7 separate regions of the Mus musculus genome follow, and regions 2, 3, 4, 5, 6 and 7 are each linked to region 1. A link is a contact called in public ChIA-PET, HiChIP or PLAC-seq and promoter capture Hi-C data. All regions are on one chromosome and are shown on one strand. Each heading gives the region's core, a stretch centred on a gene start, on an enhancer-like site or on the middle of the called end of the contact. The rest is flanking DNA. Distances are from core to core; before and after follow the strand shown. Region 1 holds the start of Tbc1d10a (TBC1 domain family, member 10a). Region 2 holds the start of Drg1 (developmentally regulated GTP binding protein 1). Region 3 holds the start of Rasl10a (RAS-like, family 10, member A). Region 4 holds the start of Pik3ip1 (phosphoinositide-3-kinase interacting protein 1). Region 5 overlaps Ap1b1 (adaptor protein complex AP-1, beta 1 subunit). Region 6 holds the start of Nefh (neurofilament, heavy polypeptide). Region 7 holds the start of Thoc5 (THO complex 5).

Evidence for each region. Promoter capture Hi-C pulls out the DNA fragments that hold promoters and counts their contacts. ChIA-PET counts read pairs in DNA pulled down with a chosen protein or histone mark. HiChIP or PLAC-seq counts read pairs in DNA pulled down with a chosen protein or histone mark.
Region 2: a promoter capture Hi-C map of embryonic stem cells shows a contact between it and region 1, with 13 times the contacts expected there. The contact joins the promoter of Drg1 here to the promoter of Tbc1d10a in region 1. A contact is called at or near these places in 2 of 39 promoter capture datasets (embryonic stem cells and liver), 3 of 484 Hi-C or Micro-C datasets (all in embryonic stem cells) and 5 of 115 datasets of contacts at active chromatin or transcription factors (bone marrow-derived dendritic cells, embryonic stem cells and stem cell-derived neural progenitor cells).
Region 3: a FOXA1 HiChIP or PLAC-seq map of pancreatic cancer cells shows a contact between it and region 1. The contact joins the promoter of Rasl10a here to the promoter of Tbc1d10a in region 1. A contact is called at or near these places in 4 of 39 promoter capture datasets (the HPC-7 cell line, cranial neural crest, erythroid cells and 1 more), 1 of 484 Hi-C or Micro-C datasets (bone marrow-derived macrophages), 6 of 115 datasets of contacts at active chromatin or transcription factors (bone marrow-derived macrophages, cardiomyocytes, embryonic stem cells and 3 more) and 1 of 9 other capture datasets (embryonic stem cells).
Region 4: an RNA polymerase II ChIA-PET map of memory CD8 T cells shows a contact between it and region 1, with 14 read pairs. The contact joins the promoter of Pik3ip1 here to the promoter of Tbc1d10a in region 1. A contact is called at or near these places in 3 of 115 datasets of contacts at active chromatin or transcription factors (astrocytes, cardiomyocytes and memory CD8 T cells) and 1 of 9 other capture datasets (macrophages).
Region 5: a promoter capture Hi-C map of liver shows a contact between it and region 1, with 3 times the contacts expected there. The contact joins the enhancer-like site here to the promoter of Tbc1d10a in region 1. A contact is called at or near these places in 8 of 39 promoter capture datasets (the 3T3-L1 cell line, embryonic stem cells, hematopoietic stem and progenitor cells and 2 more), 2 of 115 datasets of contacts at active chromatin or transcription factors (extraembryonic endoderm stem cells and stem cell-derived neural progenitor cells) and 2 of 9 other capture datasets (embryonic stem cells and liver).
Region 6: a contact with region 1 is called in a promoter capture Hi-C map of embryonic stem cells, with 4 times the contacts expected there. The contact joins the promoter of Nefh here to the promoter of Tbc1d10a in region 1. A contact is called at or near these places in 3 of 39 promoter capture datasets (the SN4741 cell line, embryonic stem cells and hippocampal neurons), 2 of 115 datasets of contacts at active chromatin or transcription factors (embryonic forebrain and memory CD8 T cells) and 2 of 9 other capture datasets (embryonic stem cells and macrophages).
Region 7: a contact with region 1 is called in a promoter capture Hi-C map of neutrophils, with 5 times the contacts expected there. The contact joins the promoter of Thoc5 here to the promoter of Tbc1d10a in region 1. A contact is called at or near these places in 13 of 39 promoter capture datasets (the 3T3-L1 cell line, 3T3-L1-derived adipocytes, the C10 cell line and 9 more), 9 of 115 datasets of contacts at active chromatin or transcription factors (bone marrow-derived macrophages, embryonic forebrain, embryonic hindbrain and 5 more) and 2 of 9 other capture datasets (embryonic stem cells and macrophages).

The regions. Positions count from the first base shown.
Region 1 is chr11:4,185,456-4,188,434 of GRCm38.p6, reverse strand. It overlaps Tbc1d10a (TBC1 domain family, member 10a), which reads right to left and starts at 1,602. Exons shown (of 9, transcript NM_134023.1): 1 at 1,336-1,602. The coding sequence starts at 1,544.
Region 2 is chr11:3,264,944-3,267,922 of GRCm38.p6, reverse strand. It overlaps Drg1 (developmentally regulated GTP binding protein 1), which reads left to right and starts at 1,460. Exons shown (of 9, transcript NM_007879.2): 1 at 1,460-1,654. The coding sequence starts at 1,613.
Region 3 is chr11:5,056,719-5,059,697 of GRCm38.p6, reverse strand. Rasl10a (RAS-like, family 10, member A) reads right to left here and starts at 1,570. Exons shown (of 3, transcript NM_145216.4): 1 at 1,174-1,570; 2 at 141-265. The coding sequence starts at 1,392. It also overlaps a transcript of Gas2l1 not described here.
Region 4 is chr11:3,329,233-3,332,211 of GRCm38.p6, reverse strand. It overlaps Pik3ip1 (phosphoinositide-3-kinase interacting protein 1), which reads right to left and starts at 1,481. Exons shown (of 6, transcript NM_178149.4): 1 at 1,208-1,481; 2 at 181-297; 3 at 1-103. The coding sequence starts at 1,277. It overlaps Gm12592 (predicted gene 12592), which reads left to right and starts at 1,022. Exons shown (of 2, transcript NR_165248.1): 1 at 1,022-1,298.
Region 5 is chr11:4,996,952-4,999,930 of GRCm38.p6, reverse strand. The region is part of intron 1 of Ap1b1 (adaptor protein complex AP-1, beta 1 subunit); the gene reads right to left. Among named protein-coding and RNA genes, the nearest start is that of Ap1b1, 12 kb to the right of the region's middle. Within about 2 kb of position 1,405, at least 49 of the 459 cell types and tissues checked have an H3K27ac peak or open chromatin away from gene starts, as enhancers often do. A contact at or near this core is called in extraembryonic endoderm stem cells and liver, where this site is marked.
Region 6 is chr11:4,946,691-4,949,669 of GRCm38.p6, reverse strand. It overlaps Nefh (neurofilament, heavy polypeptide), which reads left to right and starts at 1,606. Exons shown (of 4, transcript NM_010904.3): 1 at 1,606-2,612. The coding sequence starts at 1,736. It also overlaps a transcript of Ap1b1 not described here.
Region 7 is chr11:4,893,866-4,896,844 of GRCm38.p6, reverse strand. It overlaps Thoc5 (THO complex 5), which reads right to left and starts at 1,502. Exons shown (of 20, transcript NM_172438.3): 1 at 1,467-1,502. It overlaps Nipsnap1 (nipsnap homolog 1), which reads right to left. Exons shown (of 10, transcript NM_008698.3): 10 at 2,644-2,979.

The DNA of each region.
Region 1 (2,979 bases), core at 353-2,852:
GGCTTAGTCTAATGTGAGCAAGAAAGAAAGGTTGGAAGAGACAGATCCAGTGGGTGGGAGGAAACATAGGTCAGAGGCCTGGATTTAAAATTTTCTCCTTCTAAGGAGGAGGAGGCCTCGTGAATAAGAGACTCTTGGGGAGGGAGGGTGATATGGTGGAAGTGACATTTATATGGGACAGCTTCATGGAGTGGGTTCTTAAGATAATCAAGCACTTCTGTAAGTCCCAAGAACAGCTGGGGACATCCTGGGCAGTCACAATCAGTCAGAGGAGAGGGAGAATATATACTGGCGTAGGGCTTCCATGGTGCCTGTGAGGCTCTATAAACTGGGAGGTACACTATGACAGGGAGGCTTGTCAGTTCTGGGTATGGCGCTAGTCTCCTATCACAAGACAAGTGGAATGAAAGCAGGATCTAGAGGCCATCTTCCTGAAGAGACCACCAGATCGCATCCGCAGTCTCTGGGAGGGCGGGCTTCTAGGGGTTCTGCTGTGTACAAATCTGTAGCCCAACATGCTCAGCTTGGAGGGAAGGTGTTACTCCTGCCTCAGCTTTCTCTAATGGAAAGCTGGGTACCTGGTAGCTCAAGGGTGGGGTGCTGTCTCCCTCCTTCTCCAGTCCTAGATCTGGATTTGGGAAGGAAGGACATAAACACGGCAGCCTGGGAGTCTACTGGCTGGCTCCCCTGTGATGAAGCTGACAGGGGAGTCCTAGAGTTGAGGTGCCCTATAACTACTGGGAAGGAGTGTCGGCCCACCTGTTGCCTGTGACAATGGACAAAGCTGCCTTTTGGCAGAGGGTGTGTAATGAGGAGAGACCTTTCCATGATGAAAAGAAACTGGGAGTCAAGATGGGACCCTCTGGGAGGGGGCTGGCCAGTGTCAATCCTTCTGAGATATGTGTCTGGAGGTAAGGGTTAGCGCGACCTGGAATAGCTCGGAGTCCTGAAGTCTTAAGATTTCCTGGGGTGCCGATACTGAGGTGGCGAGACAAGGATTCTGTGGGGTAGGGGGAGATGGAGAATAGCTGTGGGCAAAGTATGGGGCAGCCATCTGTGCGCGTGTCAGGGGGTGGCAAAGCTTTAAGGCCAGAGTAACCTGCGAGATTATGAGCTGGAGATGGGAAACCCCCATCGGGGATACTCTCCTTGGAGGGTATGGATCAGTCGGTTTGGGGAAGACCAGGAGGAAGGGAATGGCCTTTCTGTTCGTAGGTAGAAAGTAGGCTGCCGCTTGCGGCGTATCTGTGGGGTTGGGACAGTGGAGACACGTTGGTGGGTCAGGCCCACGCCTGTGCTGGTCCCGCGCCCGGCCCAGACCCCAGAGCTACTCACGCGCCCTCGGCGCCCTGCGAACCCACGATGAATCCGAACTTGTCGATGCGGCGCTCGGCGAAGCCGTTGGCCTCCGAGTCGGAGCCGAGCGAGCTCAGCTCGTCGGCGGTGGCGGCGTCGGGGCCCTGGGCCAGGCTTTCCCGGGTCCCAGACAGGCTCCCGCCTGCTGCGGGCTCGCGCGGCCCATTCTCTCTGCTGCTTTTCGCCATATCGGCCGCGCCCGCCACCAGAGCGCCAGCGGCCACCTCAGCCGCCTGAGCCGCCCGGCCTCCGCCGACGCTGCCGACGCCCCTCCCACGCACTGTGCCCATTGGCTGCCACAAAGCTGGGGGCGGATACCCAGGGAGCTCCCACCACGCGCCCAATGGGTGCCGAGGGTCCCGAGCCTCGCCCCTCCTCCAGCCTGGCGCCAAGTGGACCGACGTGAGGGGGCGGGACAACCGTCACCAAGGGCCCGCCTTCCCTGGCTGCCAATCACAAAAACTCACCTGGACTAGCTCGTCTGGCTTTTCCGGGTTGGCCCGGAGCTGGTGTGTCACCTGCTGCTGCTCTCTGGCAGAAGGTCTAGGGCTTCCCTAGAGGTCCTAAGGTCTCTGCCTCCATGGGAAACAGGGTCGTGGGTAGCGCTACTTCGCCAGGTCATTTTCAAGAACAGTGATGAGACGCAAGTGGGCTTAGGGATCTGAACCACCTGGCTGTTCTGCTTAGGGGGATGCAAATTAGCTCGTGGGAGACCCTATAAGAATAATACAGAACAGCCGGGCAAGATGGCTCACGCCTTTAATTTAATCTCAGCACTTGGGAGGCAGAGGCAGGCGAATTTCTGAGTTCGAGGCCAGCCTGGTCTGCAGAGTTAGTTCCAGGACAGCCAGGGCTACACAGAGAAACACTGTCTCGAAAAACCAAAACCCAAAACCAAATTATATATATATATATATATATATATATATATATATACACATACACACACACACACACACACACACACACACACATATATATATATCAGACCTAAGCTCTACCTTTTTCTTCCCAACACCTTTCTGGTGAGGGTTGATTTGTATTGTTTTTCTTTGAGATAGGGTCTCCAAAGTGGCTTTGACTTTACTATGTAGTCTAGGGCCCTCCCTGTCTCCCAAGTGCTGGGATTACAGATGTGGGCTATCCTGCCTGACTCCCCAATAGTTTTATTGAAATATGGTTAGCATACCACCACTTCCATCTATTTAAGGTATATACATACTTCCTATATTTAAATTCCATCACCCCACCGACACACCTACACATGCACAAATACATAAAAATTAAAGATAAATTAGGCATGATAACAGATGCCTGTACTCTGTAGGCTAAAACAGTTTACAAGTTCCGGACAGACTGACTGGGCTACAAATAAAAATCCTATCTCAAAAAAAAAAAAAAAAAAAAAAGTACAAAGCTGGGCGTGGTGGTTTTTATCCCAGCACTCGGGAGGCAGAGGCAGGCAGATTTCTGAGTTTGAGGCCAGCCTGGTCTACAAAGTGAGTTCCAGGGCAGCCAGGACTACACAGAGAAACCCTGTCTCGAAAAAAAAAAAAAAAAAAAAAGGTACAGTCCCATGGTTCTTTAGCATCCGTACAGAGTTGTGCAAACATTGCATCCTCC
Region 2 (2,979 bases), core at 211-2,710, 920 kb after region 1:
TTGTCTAGAAAGAACAAAAACAAAAACTCAAAAGTAAAAGGTGGAGTGGTGATATACTCCTTCAACCTCAGCACTGAGTCAGTGGATCTGGGGGAGTTCCAAGCCAGCCTGGTCTACATAATTAATTTTAGATCATTCAAAGTTACACAGTTAGATAAAAGAAAGTATGCACCCGTGTCCAAAGCCCAATTAAACAATTACACAAAGCAAATGGTCGGTCCCTCTATGTCCCTCATCATCAGACCCATAAACAATTCTCCCCTCAGGGTTCAGGGGGATCCTCCCGATCTAAGTGTCATGAGTGAGTCCTCGGCATTACAGGAAAAACCTTCCTATGGGAACCATTCTTTTACCTCCCTTTTTCTTTTTTTCCCTTTTTTATTTTATTTTTTTCCCAGTTTTTCGAGATAGCTTTCTCTGCCTTGACTGTCCTGGAACTTGCTCTGAAGACCAGGCTGGCCTGGAACTGAACTCAGAGATCTACCTGTTTCTGCTTCCTGAGTACTGGGATCAAAGGCGTGCGCCTCTATCATCTGGTTTATCTACATTTCCTAGAATGTACTTTCTGGCATGGTGTGTGGTAGTCGAGGGTTGCCTTGAACACAGGAGATCCTTGGTCTCAGCACCACCAGGAGACACACTCCGGTACTTTTTTTTTTTTTTTTTTTTGAGACAGGGTTTCTCTGTATAGCCCTGGCTGTCCTAGAACTCACTCTGTAGAGCAGGCTGGCCTCGAAGTCAGAAATCCGCCTGCCTCCCAAGTGCTGGGATTAAAGGTGGGTACCACTACCCTATGCCTCTCTAAGTGTATTTCTAACAAACAGCCTAGAGAGTATAATGATAAAAGGCACAGTTCTATTTGTCCATCTGACAAATTCGGGACTCACTTCCAGTCACACTACGCTTTAGTGGCTGTAACCTTATTTTACACAATAAAAATGCTTTTATATTTATTTATGCATTCCCTTCTAATTTGTGCTAACATAATTTCCAACTTTTCAACATGATAGCTTCTCCAAGTAATGGCTCTCTCTGGAAGAGCTCATTCGATCCACTAACTGTGGCTCGTTGAGTGCCACACTCCTTCTTTAGGGTTCCTGGTAAACAAAGGATCCCTCAAAAATTGTGCCCCCCACCCCTCTGAGTCTCTCTACAACCCCCCACCCCTCTGAGTCTCTCTACAACCCAGGAAGCCGAGGTCTGTCCTGATGAAGAAAGGGAGCTTCCAAGTATCTGCGCGCACTCTGATGGTCGCCGGGTTTAGGTGCACGCTGGGCACGGGAGTCGAAGGGGCGAGCGCAGGTCCGGCGGGGTGGGGCCGAGCTGCGCGCGACCCTCGGCGCGCTCCGGGAAGTTGGCCCGAGCGACCGCTCTGGTCACCTCACTGCGGGCTCTATGACACCGCGCTGGCTGGCGGGACAGGGAGGAGTCGGCGGAGAAGGCGGAGACCGCCCATCTCCGAGAGCGTCGGCGCGGACTTCTCGCGGAACCGTGTCGCGAGCTTAGCAGATCCCGCGCTTGCGCGCTGCAGTGGTGGCCAGAGGCGCGGCGGGCGCGAGAAGGGGGACCTAACCAGTGTGGAGGCTGGTGTGGCCTTAAGCCCTCCGCCACCATGAGCGGGACCTTAGCGAAGATCGCGGAGATCGAAGCCGAGGTAAAAGGCGCAGCCGGCGCTTCTCTCCTGGCCCTTCTGCGGCGCTGCGGCTCCTCCGGTGTTGCGTCCGCGGCGTCAGGGCCTGGCTTCCACCCCTGTGCCACCAGCTGCCATCGCCCCCGTAGTCTAAACCTGCGCTGCCGCAGCCCCGTCCCCATGCAGCCCCTTCCCTCAGTTCCTCGGGCCTGGGCTTCTCAGCTCCCATCCGCCAGCTCCGTCTCTGCGCAACCTCCCACATCCCACACCCAGCACTTGCTCCGGTTTTCGGCGCATGTCTCGACATTATTTCTGTTTTTCTTGCTTTTTTCTCTGAGCCACACGACTTCTATATCCCAGACTCCGTGATCCGATCACGGGCTTTGAGGTCTTGTCCCGTTATTCCTTGCCCACTTGCCACTCACTGGTGGTCCCCTTTTACACGCCGTTGGTTGTGACGGTAAGATCTGGGAGTAAGTAGATTGTACCTGGATGGCGCGTCATCCCTGAGACCTTCAGGGCTTTTTAAAGTCCGTAATGTGACACCCTTCTTTTAGATTGGGTACCGTAGAAACGAATCAGCAGATGCATTTTAATTCCCTCTGTGGATAGAAATTCGAATGACCGTGGGTCCTTTCACGTTGGGTCTCGTTTGTTTCTTTTGTGGTGAAGAGAATGAACTGGAGAGGGGAGAGGGAATTCAGTTTATTTTTATGTTTCTGTGTGTGTGTGTTCAGCATTACTTAGGGGAATCGTTCTGTTCAGTCATGGTTTCTGGGATTGAGTTTAGGTCTTCCAAGTTTGGCAGCAAGTGCACTTGAGTGTGTCTATCTGGCCCTGGATTTTTTCCCTCTCTCCCTCCCTCTACCTCTCTCCTTTGTTTGGAGACAGGGTCTTGCTACATACTTCTGGATGTCAGGGATCCCATTGTGTAGATCACGCTGGCCTTGAACTCAGACAGATCTGCCTCTGCCTCCAGAGTGCTGACATTAGCCAGGCTTGGTTTTTCTTTTTAAAAAATACTTAGTTGCCTGTATCCTCTTCAGTCTGCAGTTTGCTGGATGCTCGTGAATATGAGCCATTTGGTCTTCCCCTGAAGCAGTATTTCAATAGACAGTTTGTTCACCTTCACCTCTATTGTGGGCGTCTAAGGATAAAAAATAATTCTTAGGTGGAGCTCAGGAGGCCGAGGCCAGTGGTACACTAATGAATTCAATGCCAACCTGGTTTACATAATAAGTTGTAGTACAGTTAGGACCACATAAAGAGACCCTGTGTTAAGAAAAATTAAAATGGTTACACTGACATTAGAAAGCCAAAACATATTCTCAGCTTCTGGGAGCATTCAG
Region 3 (2,979 bases), core at 321-2,820, 870 kb before region 1:
GACACACACACACACCCCGGTGTGCTAAGTGTCTCATACAGCAAGAGACCTTCAAGTGGGCACAAAGTATGATCTAGAAGCACCCAGGCCATAACTACCCGCTCCCCTAGCAAGACCTCCACCTCCAGTCAAGCCCTCACCTGTTTTCTGCTATACGCTGCCTCAGGGCTTTAACATAATCGAAACTGTCGGGGCTGCAGATGTCGTAGACCAGCACAAAGGCGTCTGTGTCCTGCAAGCTCCAGTCTTTAGGGTCCGGCCACTCCTAGAGGGTAGAGGCTGGGGTTTACTCCAATTCAACCTCACTCCCCGTCACCTCCCAGCAATACTCCGGATGGGACGCGCCCTCCCACAGGCCAGACTTCCCAGCCGTGCTTGGATCTTGTCAGTCCTTAGCCCTCCTACTTCCTGGGCCACCCGTCAACCTACTATGCTCCTACTGCCTCAGAGCCTGGGATCTGCCGTCCACCGGCTGACAGATGGTAACTGACTGTCCTGGTGCAGCTGTACAGGTGAAGCCTCTGGCTTGTCTCTTGCTGCTCTTTCCCCCTTGCAATATTCTTACAGCTTCTTTCACCAAAACTTCATTTAGCCTCCCAGGTGCTGCTCAAATGCCAGCTTTGAAATGAATGCAGCGCCAAAGACTGGGAGTCTGAGGGTGCGGTGGCCCCCTCTAGAAAGGGTACTCCTGTGTCTGGTCCAGTCTGTCACAGCGGCGCGGCTCAGCTCAAGCTGTGCCACACACTGACCCAGACACCAGCCTAGGCAGGCAAAGAAGACAAGAAACAGCCACAGAGCCGGGCGTGGTGGCGCACGCCTTTAATCCCAGCACTTGAGAGGCAGAGGCAGGTGGATTTCTGAGTTCAAGGCCAGCCTGGTCTACAGAGAGAATTCCAGGACAGCCAGCACTGCACAGAGAAACCCTGTCTCGAAAAAAACAAAAACAAAAACAAAAGAGAGAGAGAGAGAGAGAGAGAGAGAGAGAGAGAGAGAGAGAGAGAGAGAGAGAGAGAGAGAGGAAACAGCCACAGGGCACCTACAGGTTAGCGCAGGAAGCTCGTATGCAAACTACCTAGACACACACACTTCAATCCCAGAACGGGCTCGGGCGCCCTGGATCAGTACACATGGGCACCAAGTGTACACACACCCCTGGCCCCCTCGAACCGCTACCTCAAGACTTCTGGGGCTTGAGCCGGGTCCAGCGACGTCACCATCGCGGATACTCAGGTCGTAGACCGCGCCGTCGAGCAGCACCGCGGGTCGGTAGAGGCAGGGACTGTCCGTGGGTCGGTGGCGCTCAGGATAGTCACCAAACAAGAATTGGCGGATGATGGCGGTCTTACCCACTCCCGGAGCACCCAGAACAGCCACCCGCAGGCTGCCGCCCATGGCTGGCCCGCGCTCCCGCGCCTGGCACCGGGGAGCTTCATGAGCCCGTTCTGCGCCTTGCTTGCCCGGCCCGGGATACCCGCATCGCGTCGCCTACAGCACCTCAGCCACAAGAGGCCAGGCCTGAGGATCGAGCGGGCGGACGCACCCGCAGCTCCGCAGGAAGAGTGCACCCGGTGCGGTGCAGACCCGCCCCCACCTTCAGCTCCGTCCCCTTCTCGCTCCGGCGCCGGGAGCCGCCGCCCCAGTCGGCCGCGCGGGCGAGCAAGCGAGCGGGGCCTCCCGGAGGCGGCGATGAGGTAACTGTCCGCCCCGCCCCTCCCGGGGAGGGTCGCGGCCCAGTGACTGCCAGGCGGGTCGCCTTGTTAAAGCCTGGTTCCCCAGGTGGCAGTCAGCTTCCCTCAACCGTTTCAAAACCGAAGCCGCTGGGCGCCACCTCCCTGTTCCTCCAACACCGCTGGCTGCAACCTGGCTGTTGACCAAGCCCAGGCTCTTAGAATCAGGCCACTTGGGGTCAGACCCAGTCCTGGTTGAATGACCTTGGGCCAATCGTCGCATTGGACTTTTTGTCTGCATCCCGGTTGTCCACCAAAGGCCGATGGCTTCAAAGCTTCCTCCTGTTTTGTGAGACCCTGGGCACCAACTCCTTTTCTGGGCTCTCCCCTGCATCATCTTCGAACCGCAGCCTCAACCTGGGTACTCGTGGTTTAAGGAGGAGGGAACTGAGACCCTGGAGAGGTATCTCAAAGTGAGAAGGACACTGGGACTCCGTCCCGGGCCTGCGGGCCACTTTTCATTACACCTACAAGGACAAACGACTAGAAGAACACTGTTTCAAAGGACCAGCCCAGAGGGGGTGGGGAGTGGAGACAGAAGGGTTTGAGCCCAGCACAGAAGTCTGCTCAGCAACTCAGCCCCCAGTCACTGCCCCAACAGGTTGGAGGCGAAGAAACAGATCCACGGGTCTGTCCCAGAGTCTGTCCCAGGGGTGCACCATGCCCTCTTCCCTGGACAAGTTCGGAAGCTCCTCTGAGGGTTCGGAAAGTCTGGGTTTGCCCAACCTCCGTCCGGCCCTCCAGTCTCCACACACTGGAGGAGTTCCCAGGCCTCTGCCCTCCACCCAGGTACTGTGAAATGCAGGCACCCGGCATTGAACAAGACTCACTCATTCAACGAATGCTTCAAGTCTAACAGGTGGCCAGAATGCTGAAATGGAGCCAAAAGGAAAAAGAACTGTCTCCTCTCCCTTAGGAGAGAAGGCTCTAGAAATACTTAGATCCAGGCCTCTAAAGGCATTGATAATATGTCTACCTGGCCAGGAATTAAGTGGAAGGAAGGGCAGGAGAAACTAGCCCGTCAAGGGGGAAGGAGGCACACCCTCCCGCGGGGAACAGGTGACAGCAGCTGGAAGGTATTCCTTAACACTAATGTCTAGTCCTCTTCCCCAGGTAGACTTAGGGCCTGGTCTGATTTCACCACCCCCACCCCCACCTCTCTTCCCCCTTTCAGCCACTAGGGATATTCTAGGTCTTTAAATTCAGAGTAGCGACAGCTGGCTTTCCCCCCTCCCCCCTCTTGCTGAGATTC
Region 4 (2,979 bases), core at 232-2,731, 860 kb after region 1:
TCGCAGGGCCGCTTTTCAGGGACGCCGGTCTCGCTGCTGATGTAGCACCAGGGCCCGCGCGGGTCCTGGTCCGGGTTCCGGCAGTAGTTGTGGTTGCCCGGGCCTGAGGTGGGGAGAAGAGGAGTCAAGGGCCGCGGCCGCCGCCCACCAACCCCGCCCGCCTCCCCGGCGGACACTCACTGGGCTCGGTGAGCGACTCGCGGCTGCCTTGCGCGGCCAACCAGTTGAGGCAGCGGAGACCCGGCGCGGGCGAGGGCTGGTCCTCCCGGTACAGGTGGCCGTTGTCCCAGAAGCAGCCTATGAGGAAGAGGAACCCGCCCGAGACTCTTAGTGCGTTTCTCTGGCCCCGCGGGAGAAAGCCCTGTGTACCTCAGAGTGTCACGCCCCTGGCGGCGTTTGGTCCACACACAACACTCGATTTAGCTTTCTTCTTCCTTCCCTTCCCTTCCCTTCCCTTCCCTTCCTTCCTTCCTTCCTTCCTTCCTTCCTTCCTTCCTTCCTTCCTTCCTTCCTTCCTTCCTTTTAAAAAAGCTTAAGATCGCTGCACAACTGCAAAGGGTTGTTATTCTTGGACTTGGGACCACTTTGAAGGTACAAGAAGGTCTTTCTCCCTAAGGTCTTTCTGTGGAGATGGTGAGTTTGGTTCTGGGCAGTCAGACATGGAAGTCATCCCAGTGTTGAGAAGTCAATGTTATATAAACTGGTGTTCCCTTCTCTACGAATACAGCCACTTTCTGCTAGTTTAACAGACACCGCCAGCTCCCAAGAGAATTCCACAAAAGCCTTTGATTCAGGGAAGCAAAAGATCCAATAGAGACCCCAGCTGAGGGTCTCTGCCTCATCTCTTAAGCTCCCACTCCCCTCAGCAGAGAGCCACGGGAGGAGGCTGGAGAGGGGAGGTTCGTGCGCCTGCCACACAAAGCAAACGGACTTTAAAAGGGTAAGACTCTGGGGAGTAGAAGAGACGAATTCCACTCCATCCACTCGTGTGAAAGGAAAGGGAAAGAGAAAGTGACTACTTGTCTTTGTTCTTAATGGCAAAGATGGAGCTGCAAGCCTCTGGCAAGGAAGGAGAGAGGAGAGAAGAATGCTTTCGTAGGATAACGAGAAAAGCAGCCAAAACCTTCCTTCCCTGTCGGCCTGACCACGTTTGGGGAATCTGTTTCATTTAAGTTGCTGCAGAAAGGGGGAGAAAACGTAATCTCACCTCCAGATCCATAGGCTTCTGCCAGAAGCATGTTGCTGAGAAGAAATGTGTGTACCCAAGCCAACAGCATCCTCGTCTCTTCGGCTCGCAGGTGACTCAACAGCCAGTGTCCAAATGGGGGGGGGGGGTCCTCCTTGGCAGCAGTTTTGTCTCCTTGCAGTCAGACTGGCCGGCCCCTGTTATGCTCTTCTGGTAAACAGCCTCTCTTTAGAACTGGGAGCTTCCCAGCTAGCTTGCTGCAGCCGAGGTGTTTTTCAGCTGAAAGGCGCCCCCTGGGTCCTAAGCCTCCTAGACCTTACCAGATCACTAACCCTGAGCCAAGAGAGGAACTCAGCCAAGCCGAGAGTGGCAGAGAGGTTTTGCTTAGCAGCAGCTCCGCGTGAGACCTGCACAACTGCATGCCCAGGGCTTTTCTTCCTTTTCCACCAGTGTGAGTACAGAGTCACTGTGTCAGAAGGCATCGTGGAGTGGGGTGGATTAGGAGCCCCAAAAGCACTACACAGTTGTAAGAGCGGATGCTGATTGCAGAAGCAGGAAGAATTTAAGACCACATAGACAGCACAACTAAGAATTATCTGTCTGGAAGCAATATATTTAAATTGTACTTTGCTAGGGCCAGTTCAGTCACATTCCTTTACTAACATTTGAGGTTTGGGTTATCCATATATAGTAGGAACACAGAAAGGGTATCATTAGCTGAAAATACATGTTACACAAACATTGAATTCCTTTAGCTATATTGTAAAGTCCACCCTTTTTACCAGCCCAGAAGTAAAATGTCTTCCTTCCAACTCCCCTCAAGCAGTATATAGGAAATCTAGTTGCAATAATTTGTGTCTACAGTTAAACCACATCCACATAACTTAGGGCTTTTGGAGTTTCTATTTGGCTGGCAGTTGAAGTTCCCAAGCAGCCTCAGTAAACTGAGAGAACAGGGTGGTTTGCCAAGACTACCTTGTGACTGGGGCAAATCCAAGAATAGAAACTCTGTTTTGATCTTGCCACAATGTAGGGAGGAAAAAAATAACACTATGAAGTAAGTTTTATAGACTTTATCATAGTGGAAAGCTAATGTGATTCTAACTATGAGAAGTGATTGAACCCTGATGTGTCTTTTAAGAAGAAAAGGGTTATTTTTATTTGTGGGTTTATCTGTGTCTGTACTCAGGCCATAGGAAAACTTCAGGGCCTCAAGAACTGGGGTTATAGGCAGTTGTCGACCATGGGAGGTAGCTGAAGTAGGCAGTGGAACTCGGGTCAGCTCTTCTTGAAGAGCAGCAAGTACTCCTAGTCTCTGAACCATGTCCCCAAACCACCTGACATGCCTTTTAAAACCATTGTCCGGACTGGGGAGGTGGCTCATTAGTTACGAGCACTTGTTGCTCTTGCGGAGCACTTAGTTCAGTTCCCAGCACTTAGCATAAGGCCATCTGTGTCCAGATCCAGAATATGGACTCCCTCCTCTGATACTCAGTCATGCACATACACATATGCTGGCAAAACACACATATAAACACCGCCCCCCAAAGAGTGCGTGTGTGTGCGTGTGGGGGTGGGGTTGGGGAGGGGTGGGGGGGTGTGCATGTGGTGTGTATATATGTGTGTGGTATGTGTGTGTGTAGGGTCAGATCACATGGTGTGTGCCCATGTGTGTAAATAAGGAAGTCAGAACAGGATGCCCAGTGTCTTACTACCTTGAAACAGGTTCTCTTACTGGACCAAAAGTGTGACCTTTAAGCTGGGCTGCTGGCTCCTGGCTACATTCTCCAGTT
Region 5 (2,979 bases), core at 156-2,655, 810 kb before region 1:
AGGCCCTGTCTAAATTCTTGAGACAAGCTATCCTGATGCTTTGTTAATCTAAGAAGAGGTGTGCTTGAGAAAATGGCTTCCCCAGATTGTCTGTAGACAAGTCTGTAGGACATCTTATTAATGATTGTGTGGGTGGTGGTCTTGGGTGTAGAAGAAAGCACGCTGAGTAATAAGCCAGTAAGCAGCATTCTCTGTGGCTTCTGCTTCGGCTTCTGCCCTAACTTCCTTTACACTGGGCTGGAGTGTGGAGCTGTAAACTGAAATAAAACCTTTCCTTCCCAACTGCTTCTGGTCACGGTATTTTATCACAGCATAGAAAAGGAACTAAAGGGCTGGAGAGATGGCTCCGTGGTTAAGAGCACTGATTGCTTTTCCAGAGGTCCTGAGTTCAACTCCCAGCAACCACATGGTGGCTCACAACCATCTGTTATGGGGATCCGATGCTCACTTCTGGTATGTGTGAAGACAGTGACAGTGTACTCACATACATGAAATAAATACATAGATCTTTAAAAAAGAAAGAAAAAAGAAAAGTAACTAAGAACTAGAACTCCATTATGTAAGTCAGGCTAGCCTCAAACTCATGATTCTTTTGCCTCAGCTGGTGGACAGGACTGCAGGTATACACCACCATGCTCGGGTGATTAAGTCTTCAGGAGGAAGGAAGACCATACCACTCTGAGGAGGAAAGTGCTCCATTGTCCACAAGGGCAGACACTGGCCAGTGGTGCCTTTCTTCCTTCCAGGCCATGCAATCTCTGCATTGAGAAGCTTTGAGGGTGGCATGCAAGTATATGCACTGAACACTGAGGGCACATGGTGAGTTGACAAGGGAGCTGATCAGCAAAACAGACAGAGATGAGAACAACTTAAGGTCTGACTCAGGTGCAGCAGCACTTCTGAATGCATGGATATAGATATATACAGGCAGGGAACACTGACCCCTGAAGGTCTCTGCTGGAGCTGTAACTGTTCCATCCCTTCCTGACAACAGCTGCTCAGAAACCTGCCACAAGGATAGATGGATCTCAAGGGCCATCAGGAGTAAGTCAGAACAGACACAGAGGCCCATACCTGCAATCCTAGTTCTCGGGAGGCTGAAGAACAAGGATCATGGATTCCAGGTCAGCCTGGATTCCCTAGGGAGACCCTGTCTCAGAAAAAGGAAAGAAAGGGGAAAGGCTAAGAAAGAGAGGGAATGAAAAGGGGCATTCTTTAACCAAAAAGAAAGCCCAGCTGGTAAAGTGCTTGCCAAGCAATCATGAAGACCTGAGTTCTCCAGAGCTCAGGGAAGAAAGCTGGAGCTGCACTTGTGACCACCAGGTGAACCCCTGGAGCTTACTGACCAGGCAAACTAAACTAGTTAATGATTTCCAGGCCAGTGAGAAACTCTCAAAGATCCAGATGGCTAATGCCCGAGGAACAATACCTCCAAGTTGACCTCTGGCCTCTACAGACACGTGACTGTATCTACACACTCATCCAGCACACACGGAAATACACACAATGGAGGCTAGAGTGGGGTTGCTGCTTCTTCCTCACCTAAGACAGGAGAGCTGGAGTGTGCTCAGCTCTTTCAGCTAGCTGTCTCAAGGACAGAGACTGGCTTATCACACCAATGTCCCCTGCCTAACTGTGACCCTGCCTGTGAGGCTGAGCAAGATTCCAGGCACTTCTCCCCATTTGACAACCTTTCATCTTACTCAGTGTTCCTAGTGGTGTTGGTGACTGAATCCAGTGTCATACCTACAAAGCAAACTACCCCGGAGCTACAGTCTTTAAAAAGGAAATGGTTCCTCCCAGGTGAGCACGAACACCCATTTTAAGGACAGGGAAACAGGGAAGGCTAACTCCAAGACCAAAAGGCGAGTCGTCGGCAGACAAAGCACTTCAGACTACCTCTCTGAGACAATGTGGTCTCCAGACTCATACAAACAGGCTCTTTCAAGTCAGCTCGGCAACTATGAGAAAATGTTCCATGTTCTTCAGGCTTGGCATGAAATGCAGAACAAAGACAGTGCTTACAGAAGTATGACAAACAGACATACATTGTGGGCCAGACCCCACACGGAATTTTAAATTTAGTTCTCATGGGGTAAGGATGGCTCAGCTGGTAAAGGTGCCTGCCACCAAGTCTGATGAACTGAGTTTCTCCATGTGGTGGAGAAAGAGAAAAAACCCTGTAAGTTGTCCTGACTTCCACACACTATATAACAAAAGTATTAATTAAAAGTTCCAGCCGGAGCCGGGCCGTGGTGGCACACACCTTTAATCCCAGCACTTGGGAGGCAGAGGCAGGCGGATTTCTGAGTTGGAGGCCAGCCTGGTCTACAAAGTGAGTTCCAGGACAGCCAGGGCTACACAGAGAAACCCTGTCTCGAAAAACAAAAACAAAAACAAAAACAAACAAACAAACAAAAAAAGTTCCAGCCGGACATGGTGGCACACGCCTTTAATCCCAGAACTCAGGAGGCAGAGGCAGGTGGATTTCTGAGTTTGAGACCAGCCTGGTCTACAGAGTGAGTTCCAGGATAGCCAGGGCTACACAGAGAAACCCTGTCTCCAAAAAAAAAAAAAAAAAAAAAGTTCCTGGTGAGATGGCTCAGCGGAGGCCATGAGTTCAAATCCCAGCAACCACATGATAGCTCACTACCATCCATAATGAGAAACAAATAAAGAGCCTATGGGCCGGAGCAGGACCCAGAGAGAGTAGGGCCAGAGCAAGAAGGGGAAAGGGAAGGAGAGAAAAAAAATTCCATCTTCATAATATCTGTGAAGAAGATTTTATCAATAGCACAGGTTCACAGATAAGGAAAACTGAGACCGAGAGAGGTTAAGACATTTGTTTAGAGTCACACAGCTAGAAAGCAATAAAGCCAACACCCTCTAACACTGTCTTATGAGGAGGTCACATGTCCCACTCAGTCCAGGGAGGCAAATACTTTCCTCTAAACGAAGCTCTGGTAGAACTGAATATAG
Region 6 (2,979 bases), core at 357-2,856, 760 kb before region 1:
GTCAGTGGGCATTGGAGTGGGGCTCTCTCTGCTCCGGGAAGAGGTTTGCAGGGAGAAAGAACTTCACAGAGAGCCAGGCACTGGACAGGACATGCAGGGGTGGGTCACTTACATACAACCGTAGGTCGTTTCGAGCCCGTCATATGACTCATCCAATCCTCCCCTGTACCGCACAGAGGGACTGCTTGGAAAAGCTATGGAACCTCCCTACTCCGTTAGGCATAGATTTAACCCTTCCCATCCGAGGAGCGGCTGCTGTCCGTGGTGCTGAAGCGATAGCGGCACGGGCGGCTCCGTCCACTAACACCGCTTTTGACCGGAAAACCAAACCAAGAACGAGCCGTATAATAAAGCAAGAGCTCCAAGTCTAAGCCCCTCCGCCGTCCCCGCCCTTTCACCTGAAGCCTCAGTAGGGCTCATGATGGAGGTCGGTGGACTTTGGTACTGAAAAACCACTCCACCACTTCCTCGGAGCATGAAAGGGGATGCTTACGGCAGTACTGGTTCATCTATTCTGGAAAAGGAATGAGATGCCAAGATAAAGCAGAAAAATCGGGCAAGGAAGGGAGAAAGACAAAGTTCTCAGGTGAGAGGAACTGGTTACTATTCCGACTGGCAATATGTGGGTTCTCCTCCCCAAAATCAGCCAGACATTTCCCAAGTTCGAACCTCCTAGGGGCACATGGGAGCTTGGAGCTGCATCTTGTCTCTTGCACACAAGGGAAAACCAAACATAGGAGAACACAATTTGTACAAGGTCATTCAGCTAGCGAAGCACAGAAGCTAACCCCACCCTGTGGCAGAACTTGGCTTCGGTGTTGAGGCTCTTGCTGCCTACTGAGGGACCCCCTGTTCTTCGTAGGCAGTTTTCCTTTCCGGGCAAGAGGAGACTCCACTTTCCAGTCGTGGCCACTGGAATTTTTAGAGAGCACCACGTTCCTCTCACCCAGCGCTCCCTTTCTCCGTCTGCAGTGTTCTCCTTCTCAGGGTAGCTTTGCGGTCCTTTCAAACTCCACGCCCACCCCAACCCCAACCCCGAAGCCAGCTGTACAGTTCCTTAAGCCCCTTTGGGTGGCCCAGGGCCGCTGTAGTATCTGGGGAACACTGCACCGCCAGCTAGAAGGTCCCCATTTATCATCAGTAGCATCCATCATGCAACCCCATACAGAATCCCTTCGTGGGTGACTGCAGTCTGCACTCCTCATCTCAAGGTCCTCTCTAACTATCAGGGAACCAACCCTGTGCTGCTTCTCAAGTGGGGGTGTCCTCTCATAGTAATCACTGCAGTCTCCCACTGCTTCAACCCGAAGGCGCCCTGACCCATCAGTTCTGCAATCCTCTCCCTATTTCCAGTGCCCTCTCTTATTCTGAGGGTCTTATTCTGACTAATAGGGTCTTCCGACATGCACCTGGAGGTCTGCACTTGTCCGCTCCGGAAGTCCTTTACTCCTTGGTCTGACCTCGGGAGGCTCTACTGACGATGCGTCGATTCCCCTTCACTCCTGGGTCGTCCCCCCCAGCCCCGCCCCTCTCACTGCGGAGAAGCCGGTCGGCCCGGGGCCGCGGGGGAGGAGGTGGAGAGGGTGGGGCCCTCCTCCCCAGCCCCCCACTGCCGAGGGGCCGGACCGGGCCACCGCGGATATAAAAGAGCCGGAGTCCCAGAGCTGCCGCAGTGCTGCCTGCCCCGTCCCAGCCCCGCACTCCCGCTCCGCTGGCGGCCGCACCTGCTCCGGCCATGATGAGCTTCGGCAGCGCCGATGCGCTGCTGGGCGCCCCGTTCGCGCCGCTGCACGGAGGCGGCAGCCTGCACTACTCGCTGAGCCGCAAGGCAGGCCCGGGCGGCACGCGCTCCGCGGCCGGCTCCTCCAGCGGCTTCCACTCGTGGGCGCGGACGTCCGTGAGCTCCGTGTCCGCCTCACCCAGCCGCTTCCGCGGCGCCGCCTCGAGCACCGACTCGCTAGACACCCTAAGCAACGGCCCAGAGGGCTGCGTGGTGGCGGCGGTGGCGGCGCGCAGCGAGAAGGAGCAGCTGCAGGCTCTGAACGACCGCTTCGCGGGCTACATCGACAAGGTGAGGCAGCTCGAGGCGCACAACCGCAGCCTGGAGGGCGAGGCGGCGGCGCTGCGGCAGCAGCAAGCCGGCCGCGCCGCCATGGGCGAGCTGTACGAGCGCGAGGTGCGCGAGATGCGCGGCGCCGTGCTGCGCCTCGGGGCGGCGCGCGGGCAGCTGCGCCTGGAGCAGGAGCACCTGCTGGAGGACATCGCTCACGTCCGCCAGCGGCTGGACGAGGAGGCCCGGCAGCGTGAGGAGGCGGAGGCGGCGGCGCGCGCCCTGGCGCGCTTCGCGCAGGAGGCGGAAGCGGCGCGCGTGGAGCTGCAGAAGAAGGCGCAGGCGCTGCAGGAGGAGTGCGGCTACCTGCGGCGCCACCACCAGGAGGAGGTGGGCGAGCTGCTCGGTCAGATCCAGGGCTGCGGGGCCGCGCAGGCGCAGGCTCAGGCCGAGGCTCGCGACGCCCTCAAGTGCGACGTGACGTCGGCGCTGCGGGAGATCCGCGCGCAGCTCGAAGGCCACGCGGTGCAGAGCACGCTGCAGTCCGAGGAGTGGTTCCGAGGTGCGCGGGAGCGCGGGGTGGGAAGGGGTCGCCCCCTCCTGGCGGAGCAGTGAGCAGCCCGAGAGGACTCCTCTCAGAAGTAGCTAGACCCGCTGCGAGGTGCATGCCACCTGACAAAGTAGCGGTTTTACCCAGACCCTCCCTTGGGGCGCCCCAACTCTGGATTTTCCTTTAGAAAAAGGAAACCACCCTCCACATTTTTTATGTCTGTAATTAAACACCGGGGCCAACCCCTGTGCCCCACACACTGTTAGACCCCAGATTCAGACTGATCTCCCATCTGAAATGGAGCAAGCCCCGTCTGGACCCAGCGTATCAGGTATCCAGCAGCCGCTTGCCATGCCAACTCTGCCCACCCTTTCTTGCG
Region 7 (2,979 bases), core at 253-2,752, 710 kb before region 1:
GTTAATATTTACAAACACCAAGGTTCTTGTGAGAAATAGATTCTCAAGTTGGAGAGATGACTCTGAAGTTAAGAGCATCATCGACTGCTCCTCCAGAGGATCCAGCTGCAATTCCCAACATCCACGTGGCAGCTCACAACTGACTGTAACTACAAGATCTAACACCTCACACGGACACGCACGCAGGCAAAACACCGATGTACATAAAATAAAAATAATTTAAAAAGAAATGGATTCTCTCTCAGAATCTTAGACAAGGAAACCAAGACAGAATTTATTAATAAATGTTTTCATCATACTATGTATACTATGCAGTTATATCAATATCATAAGACAAGTGGAAGCCATTTCCTATTTATGGCATGCAGACCAGACCCAAGTTTTCTTCTACCAAAGTAACTATAGGTTTAAAAAGTGACTGTGAAGTTGGGAATATTACTCAGCTGGTAGAGTGCTGGCCTAGCATACTCAAACGCCTGTGTTTGATCTCCTGGACTGCATAAAACTGTGTGGCGGGACATGCCTGCAATGAGAACAGGTCAGACTGAGAGCTGGCTGACGAGATGTTCCAGATCAGCTTTTGCTATATAATGTGTTCAAAAGTCAGTTTGGGCTACATAATAAAATCTCGTCTCCAAGAAAAAAGGGGGGAGGGGCGGATGGGCTGTGAGACAGGATAGTGGTAAATATCAGGAATCACAGAGCTTGAGTGACTGAGGCAGAGGGATCTTTACCAATGTGAAGCCAACCTGGACTACAGAAGCTGCCAGACAGACAGGACTATAGTGACTGCATTTAAAATCTTCATTAAAACGGAGCAGGTGGCACCTCTTCTTACTGCCCGAGCCCTTTGCAGTATAACTTAAGAAAAAAAATTCTTGTTTTCCTTTTCTTAGAAATTAAGATAAGCAAAATATTTAATGAAGCAAATACACTAAGTCCAGCCAGCTAGCTAGGAAATAGAGCGGACAACATAAAGAAAAGCCAAGCCAAGCTTCTTTGCCCTTGTAACGTCCGCACTTCGCGCTCTCAGCCTTTCTGCTCCAGCAATAAAAGCTCTTTTCTGCGACTCCTTGGAGTCTGGTGCGGCGCGACGATGGTAACGCCTCTCTCAGAGGACCGCAGGAGGCTGCCGGTGACAGGTAAACGAGTGGCGGACTCATCTGACAAAACCCACAAGGGTGGCACGGAAAACCCGGGAAAGCCAACCGCCACCCAGGAGCGTTTGCCACACGCCCAAGAGGACCATCGACGAGGGTCACCACCAGCAGCAGCACTCTCGGGAGACTACAATGGGGACAGAGGATGCTGCTCCGGTTAGTTCCTAGAAAACCGCCACGAGCCTGGGGGACCCCGACAGGTGAGGACCCCAGCCCGCGGACACGCTCCGTGCCGTCTGCACATCAAGCCCGGATCGCCCAGCGAGGACCTGCAGCCCCAGCCAGCAGCCCTCTACCCTCGCTCACCAGAATGCTCCTCACGCCTTCCAGCCGGGTAGCCACTTCCGGCTCGCGACCATAGAGAAGCGGAAGAAGAGAGCCACAGGCCGGAAGTGAGACACGAAGGCCAGATGCAGCTTGGGAAGCAAGGAAGGGGCGAGTCTAGTTCTATTAAGTTGGGAAACTGGGGCGATAATGTCCAAGTCTGTGCTTCGTGCCCCTTCACCGGAGTGTGAATTAGTGGGCCCTCCGCCGACTCACTCGAGTGAGTTTGTGGTATCTCAAGAAAGCACAAGTGTCGCTGTGCTATCATTTGAACAGGAGTGGATTTTGTCTTCTGACTTTGTTCAGGGCCTCACTACATAGCACACTTGCGGGTCTTGAACGCTATATAGATCAGGCTGGTCACTACGATCCGCCTGCATTGGACTCGCTGGACTTAGGCAGGTGTCACCATGCCTGACTCTTCTTTAAATTTTTGTTTTGTTTTTTTTAGATTTATTTATTTATTATATGTAAGTACATTGTAGCTGTCTTCAGACACTCCAGAAGAGGGAGTCAGATCTCTTTACGGATGGTTGTGAGCCACCATGTGGTTGCTGGGATTTGAACTCTGGACCTTCAGAAGAGCAGTCGGGTGCTCTTACCCACTGAGCCATCTCACCAGCCCTTGTTTTTGTTTTTTGAGACAGGGTTTCTCCGTATAGCCCTGGCTGTCCTGGAACTCACTTTGTAGACCAGGCTGGCCTCCAACTCAGAAATCTGCCTGCCTCTGCCTCCCAAGTGATGGGATTAAAGGCGTGTGCCACCACCGCCCCCCCCCCCCACTCTAACTTCTTGATACTATCGGAGTCACTACACCCAGAAAGGAACTGAGGCAGGGGCATAATCCTATATTACACCTGCTTCCTGCTTCACTGTTTTGTTTTGTTTTGATTTTTTATTTTCCCCCAAGACTCTAGTGCAGTACCTGTAAGCTTCAGATGTTTCCTATGCCTGGCATTTCTGGAGTAAATTCTGGTTGTCTGCAAACATGAACATTGAATACCTTGTGGCGCCGAAACAGCTCCTTTTCTTGCTCTGGGACGAAGATGAAGACGGTCTCCCTAAGAGATCAAAGCCAGTGTAACCCTCAGCCAACTGGAAGCTGCCCTGCCTTAGACAACTACTGAGATTCCTTGTAGATGAAGACAACACCACAACGTACAGTAAATATTTAATTTGGTTCCATCAACATTCTCCTGGATGGTAGCACAACCATGCTAAGCAGGGGTTCATGAGGTACCGGGGTCATTGAAGAGACCCCAGAATCACAACCTACTCCACAGACCTAGTGTTTCTGCAAAATGAGGGTTTGGGGGACAATGTCAAGAAGGGAAAGAAAGAATTTGATGGAACTATAGGTCTCAGCCTGTGTTTTTGCCTGTAGGAAGGAAGAAGTACAGAAGAGCTGAAGCACAAATTCAAGTTTTAACCACATTATGTAGGAAAACATGGATACGCCTCTCCATCTGTCTAGGAACAGGGTGCTCCCTTAAGA